Linked DNA regions of Mus musculus: region 2 is linked to region 1. A link is a contact called in public Hi-C data. All regions are on one chromosome and are shown on one strand. Each heading gives the region's core, a stretch centred on a gene start, on an enhancer-like site or on the middle of the called end of the contact. The rest is flanking DNA. Distances are from core to core; before and after follow the strand shown.

Evidence for each region. Hi-C and Micro-C count contacts between places; a contact is called where the count stands out from the background.
Region 2: a contact with region 1 is called in a Hi-C map of the N1E-115 cell line, with 2.7 times the contacts expected there. The contact joins two enhancer-like sites. A contact is called at or near these places in 3 of 484 Hi-C or Micro-C datasets (the N1E-115 cell line, Th1 cells and nephron progenitors), 2 of 115 datasets of contacts at active chromatin or transcription factors (embryonic fibroblasts and embryonic stem cells) and 1 of 9 other capture datasets (liver).

What each region holds. Positions count from the first base shown.
Region 1 is chr19:58,059,284-58,062,819 of GRCm38.p6, reverse strand. The region is part of intron 28 of Atrnl1 (attractin like 1); the gene reads right to left. Among named protein-coding and RNA genes, the nearest start is that of Mir5623, 9.9 kb to the right of the region's middle. Within about 2 kb of position 1,884, at least 63 of the 459 cell types and tissues checked have an H3K27ac peak or open chromatin away from gene starts, as enhancers often do. A contact at or near this core is called in the N1E-115 cell line, where this site is marked.
Region 2 is chr19:58,164,649-58,167,876 of GRCm38.p6, reverse strand. No RefSeq gene overlaps it. Among named protein-coding and RNA genes, the nearest start is that of Gm41875, 66 kb to the left of the region's middle. Within about 2 kb of position 1,441, at least 18 of the 459 cell types and tissues checked have an H3K27ac peak or open chromatin away from gene starts, as enhancers often do. A contact at or near this core is called in the N1E-115 cell line, where this site is marked.

The DNA of each region.
Region 1 (3,536 bases), core at 635-3,134:
CTGTTCTAGAGAACCCAGTCAGGTCAGAACAAATTTCTTTTTATCCCCAAAGCTCCAGCAGGTGCTTTGTGGCACTCTCACCCCCGGATGCTCCCTCCTCCGTTGAATCTAATTTTTAGTAACTTCAAAAGAAATAGCAGGGCATTCTTATACAGTACTCACTACAGACCTGACGTAAGTCGTAGCACATCCGAATGGCAAGTCTAAAGAGAATCACTATTGTTATCCACTCTGTAGATGAGAAGACAACACCAGAGAGACTTAGGAACCTGCCTAAGACCCTGCAGTTACGAAATGGCAGAGCTAGGAACTGAGCTCAGACAGCCTGGCTCCAGAGTCTATGCTTTTAAGCATTTTAATATTTTACTGTCTTACATAAAAGCTTGACTCATGTATAAAGATATCCACGATAGGATCAGTAATCAAATCAGATGGGCTGGCCGGGTCACAGTGAACACAAGGGTGATGGTCTGTGCCCTGGAGTACAGTTACTCAAGTGATCCGGGGTGGGGGGACATAAGGAAGCAATGCACCAAGAAGGTGGGTGTCCGGTAGCCAGTGGTCTCTCTCAGAATGCTTGGGTACCACCTGATAGGTAAACTGCACATTTCAAAGGCACTTGATACGTGTTGGAAGATGTTGCTACCAGGTCCCCTGTGTGCTGAAGTGTGGCCTGGTCTTTCTGTCAGGTGACTGCTGTTCTGCCCTCTTATCTAAGCCTCTGCCAGGCGGCTGGCCTGCGGAGTTCACCGGCCTGCAGTTAGGCCCTTGTGATCTGCTCCTGGATTGCAGAAGGACCATACCCTTCTGTCCCACAGTTTCAGTTTCACGGAAAGGGGCTGTGGCTACACCTTATGTCTGTCTTCCATGACATTCACAACGCCTTAGCTAGCAAATAAATTGTGAAAAAATATTTCCTGAAATGTAGCTTAGCAATATGTATTGAAAACCTAGCAATGTACCGTGTGTACATATGAGCTAACTTCAGAGCTAGAGATGTGGCCTAAGTAAATAGTCTGAGAGGAAGAGAAAGTTTTATTCGGGGACTCATCACAGCATTATTTATAACAAAAGGCCTGGAAAGAGCATAAATATCTAAGAAGAAGAAATAATTAAGACATTTATGATACATCCATAAAATGCAATATTATACAGTCATTAAAATTATGTTTTTGAATTTTTTTCTGAAGAAATTTTAATGAGTCGTTATGTAACATTTGTTGAAAATGAAGAATATAGGACTTCATTAAAAATGATGCCACTTACATAAAAGAAACCTAAATATATCTGAAATCCTGGAAAGAAATAGGACTTTTTTGGTGGATATTTCCAGGCTGTAAGACGTTTGTTTCATTTATTTTTTCCAAAAAATGTTAGAGAAATTATACATTAAGTTTTCATCATAAATTCAACCAATAACGTATAAATATCCATGAGCTTCCAGGAAAGCGGGCAGGTTCCTACGGTGATAGCCTGAGGTATGTGGCAGTGTGCAGAAGAGAAACGTAGCCTTCCTTCGCAGCCTCCCCACTACATGCATGTGCACACATGTGCTCATGGCCACACACACAAGGACACATTTCTCACTGACAGTAGCTCCTAGCTCTTTTCCTTAGACGTCTGGAATCCCAGCCAACTACAGACGGGCAGAGAATCAGATCGTCTCCGTGACTGCTTTTATGTAAATTACCCCGGCTGACAGTCACGCCATTGTGTGACCTAAAGTCCTCTAGGCTAGAGCTAGGCAGGATGTTTGTCTCATAAGTGCTTGTGCAAATCACTGCAGCCTTTCCCCGGCCTCCAGGCTTCTTCTTCTGCACGTGTAAAGTTAGACACAGTCATTCATTCCCTTCTCAAAGCCCCGAGGGTCTGATTGACAGGCACTGCTGTGGTAACGCGAGACGGCTCCTGCTTCTTCTGTGCTGCCCACAGCTTAGTCAGAGAGACAGAGTGTAGCAGACTGACTTCTAATGAAGTAAGGGCTCATCAAGTGTCACATTAACAGATGTGGTCATCACTGGTTATCAGTGGTCACCTCAGCAGGCGAACTTTAATAGGGAAACAGGGAAAGGCTACCGAAGTCAGATGAGAGCTGGCTGTAAGGTAGAGTGCTGAGTACCAGGTATTTGGCTGAGAAAAACTCAATGGGTCTAGAGTCATCCTCGGTCTCCAAATACTAATGACTCAAGTGTATATAACCTCCCAAGGCAGCAGCCTTGAGGGACAGCTACCAATCCAGTGCAAACATTCTAGCACCGAAAATCCTATAGCATAGTGGCGACTCCAAATACTGAAAGGAAATTAAGACCTGGGACTTATTACTGTGAGAACAGGGGTATTCTCAAGCCTGTGGAGAAGGAAGCTGCACAAGCTAGGGGTATGAACAAGACGAACTCTCCTTTGTCTGATGCTGTTGTGCTAATGTTGCTGTCCTTGCAAGAGAAGAAAGAGCGCCCCCCCCCCCCCCACGGGGAACACATCCGGGGTTCTGGGCTTCCTCCCGCAAGGAGGCTTTGATGCTGTCTCCCACCGCTCTCTCCCGTTAAAGATGGTATAGATAGATGTGAACCATGATTTTAAGGATCTGCAGCAACTGAATACATTTTAATAAACTGGCTGATGTTTTCAATGAAAAGTCTTGGTAATTCTCACATTTAACACTCATAGTTTCTAGAGGAAAGAAATTTTTTTTTAACCTTGTGAATACATAGGGATTTAAGAAAGAGGGACACCAATCAAAGTTACAAAAATAAAGGTTTAGATTTATTTTCTAATTAACATTTTATCGTTTGGACCAATTAGTCTCAACAAGGCTGAGATTCTGCGGATTTCCTAGATCTGACACCTGTGCCTTCCTAATCTGCTGGCGACAAACACGATGTAAATTGACCAATTACAGGACTGAGTCTGGACGCGCACCAGCAGCAGTGAAGCCTGGGGTTCGAGTGTGAAGTGTTCTGGGACAAAAAGGAGTCATGTTTGATCTCTGAGTCATGTTTAAAAATCCCTGCTGGCTTTCCATTTTGCTCTGTCATTTTAAATCCTGAAACAGAGCAGATTAGACGCAAGCCTTGTGTATTTCCTGTAAGCGCCTTTTTCTCCCTCAGTTCTCTGGTCTATTTACTACTTCCTGGTCAGGAACGCATTAGAGGACAGTGACTGCAGCCATAAACTTTAGAGAAAGAGACAAAGCAAGAAGGCTTCAGACTGGGGTTTCTTCTGTTGTGTGGTTGGTAACTGCAGGTAAGATTTTGCACCTCCGTGTTCCTAATCAACACACAGCTACCTTGCAGGGCTGCTGCTGTGAGGCTCAGTGAGAGGAGAATGGGGAACAGTTGTTCAGCCATCTCACAGTAAGCACTCATGATGGGCACAGTTTGTTTGTGGTCCTGGTCTTCGTGTGAGAGTCCTTGCCCACATGGACACTCACACCACATCAAGCCAGTCCCAACAGAAACGGTGTTCAATCGAAGGCCCGTCCTTATAGCAGTGCCCTGTGCTCAGATCTGCAGTATTTATAGATACCCAGAAAGAAA
Region 2 (3,228 bases), core at 192-2,691, 110 kb before region 1:
AAAGACTCTCTGTGAAGCTCACACGGATTCTGCCAGCACTCTGATTATCTGCCGCACCAATAATGTATAATTCCTCAAAGTTGGAGTGGTCACACAGAACCTCTCCTGAGCATTCCATACATTTTCAGAACCGGGTATGAATTTTAATGCTGACATTTAAGATGCTGTCAAATGGAGCCAGAGTCTCTGGAGACCACGTCCTCCTTGAGTGTTAGACTCGGGCAAGACATATGCAGACGGGGTGTGAGGTTTACAATGATCTCACACAGGCAGTTTCCCTTTGGAGTCTCTCCCTGCCTACACTCATTACATGCCACAGGGTGCTGCGGCCCTCTCGCAGAGGACTCACTGTCACTGTCACTCCTTGCAGGCATCGTCTGTTCTGTGTAGGCAGCAGCTGCCAGGCTTCAAGATGAATGCTCAGGTTCTGCCTTGATGGATAGCTGCCCCCAACAAATTGGCTCATGATCTACAGAGATCTTTCTTACAAATGTGACAAATGGTGACAAGTGTGGAAGGAGAGCTTCACTCCTGCTTCCAGGGACACTGGCTTGGAGAAAACTTTTTCAGCAGAAAGAGCTGTTTACCATGGAAGCTCCAAAGGAGGTCGGGATCACTTGGTTTCAGGGAAAATGAACAGATGAGTAATAACTGTCTCCCATTCTCATCATGCACACGCGCAGACTAGACGAGCTTAAAGTCCGATTCTAGATCATGTGGTATTCTGGAGACAGAGCCAGGCTGTGGTGTAGTAAAATACACATCTTGTCTTCCTCCTGTTCCTTGGCATACCCTTCCTGTAGCCCTTGGAGTATTTGAACAGGTGGTGTCACTTTGCATGGGTTGGCTGACAGCTCCTAGGTCACTTAGGGATGGAGGCTTGTTCCTGGAAAGGTCAAGGCAGGCAGGGGGATGTCCAGTCCCATTTTCCAACTTGGTTGAGGGCAGAGTGGCTGAAGGTCGAGTGTGTGTGTGTGAGTGTGTGCGCCTGTGTGTCTGTGCACGAGTACTTATGTCTCGGTGGTGAGACCCCCGTGATTCCTGAGGTCACAGAGGTGCTCTGCGCTGACACTGTGGTGTGAAATCAGAGGAGACGGCTGCTGCCAATCCTCTGAGTCCCCTCGGGTGCCCTGAAGTCACTAACCAACCGGACAGTTGTCAAAGACAACACTGTAATTTACGCGACCACAAGATTAAATTAGAGGCAGGAGGGTTAGGAGCTGTTGTGCATACATGCTTCCCTGCTGAAGCTGCTTGCAAGGTGCAAGGATTTGCTTGGAGTGGAGAATTAAATAAGGAGAGTGGTATTTTTATTTATTTATTTATTTAAATCTCAGGTACTTGGGCATGACATCACACCATCACAAGGCAAGCTCTAGGTCTATGGCAGGTGGGTGGTCTCTGCTGTGAGCCTTTCATGTGGCAAGCATCCAGGCTCTCTCTCTCTCTCAATGGAATGAGGCCTTGTGGAAGCAACCCAGTCAGTCACTCCAGGACTGAAAATACAGTGTGCATAGCTGCAGAGGAAGAGCTGGGGGCCATGTACCAGCCTCGGGCCAATTAAGCCTAAAACAAATTTCAGGTTGCCGGAGCTCCGATTATACTTGGAGTGCTGTGGGCTCTACCCCACAGCGCAAAGCCTGCTGGACCTGCCCCGGTAATTGGAGTGAAGCATCGGCTCTTCACCCATGGCTTCCTAATGATCAATGGTGCTGGGGCTATTTGCTTAGGAGCATTTAAAAAGCAAAAGGGATAGGAAATGCAGTCGGTGAGCCCACTCGCCTGCCCGCCCGCTTCGAAAGCTTCTCCTGGATGCACGCTCTGGACTTTTTTTTTTCTACCAATCTGTGTGGCATAAATAGGGGAACAGAAAGGAAAGGTCAGAGAAGCCGGAGTTATTAAAGTGAGCGCTGAGAAGTCTCCCCGTGTGAACAGCAGCTTCAACTCATGTGGGAAAAAAAAATCATGGATTTTCTTTTCATCAAAAAAACCCACAAGCTCAGCATCAGAGAGGAAACAATTATTCATAAGTTCCGAGGCTGCGAGAGCCTGACCCGCCCGTCATCCCAGCAGGGAAAGAGTACAAGTGGCTAACTGCTTGGGGTGATTAATTCGAGCAAGATTAGCTTTGCGTATTCAGTGGGTCCAATCCACACAGCTTAGAGGCTGACAACTGTTTGCAGCTACCCCCAGTGTGTGCTCACAACCACTGGAGATAAGGAAACAAGGCTTAAGAAGGTAACTCTTCCTCCTTATTCCACAGAAGTCTCTTGATGTGTGGCATGGGGTGGTGAGTCACCTCTCTTTGCCTTGGAAGGAATGAGGCTCTGCAAGATTGTAATGCTGTCAGAGTGTCTGAGACAGAAGAGATGGACGGACATACATCATCAGTTCTCCACTGATGGATGCATGGAACATAACCCCTTTGAGGCTGGGTCCAGGCACCATGTCATTACAAAACTCCCTTGGTGATTCTATCAGATGCCAACTTGAGCATTATCCTTCCACTACCCGGAAGAGAAACCAAGGGTCAGACTAAACAAGGGACATGGCTACATCAATTGCTGCAACCCCCTGGGATGTATTTACTATTCACAGCCCCCAGCACCTCTGCCAGCACTCCCTCTTATACCTTCTGGCTACTGACCAGCATAAAGCAGACTACAATAGCCGCAGACCTGAGCCCTGGCAAGGGCCATGGATAATTCTACCCAGGCAGTTCTGGGGAAGTTGTTGGCAGGAGGAGGGTCTGAATGAGGCCTGGGCACAAGGACAGAACTCATAACAAGATTCTCATTGCTGGCAACGCCTGCCTGCCTGCCTGCCCTGCCCCAGCCTCTATCTGAATCCCCATTGCGTCCCACCTGACACCTGGGCTGACTGACCGTCTGCTCTCTTCTCCCTCCCGTTCTGAGTAGAGACAAACTACCTCCTGCAAACAGAAGCATCTTCCAGAAAAGGAGAAGGAAAGAGCAGCCACTCCGCTGGAAAGCAGGCAAAAACTCGATCAGAGAGATCCAGAAAAATCTCCAGTGGCCTTAGTGCCATGCTGCATCAGAGAAAAAGGACAGCACTTCTTGTCCAATAGCCAGAAAAAGTCCAACCCAGAAATCAATGGAGGACCCGCTGCACAATACACACCAGGATACTCATATATATGTACAAAAGGGTACAATCTATGAACACACAGCCCATGAGCAAGTGACATGGCCACATCTTTGTTAAATG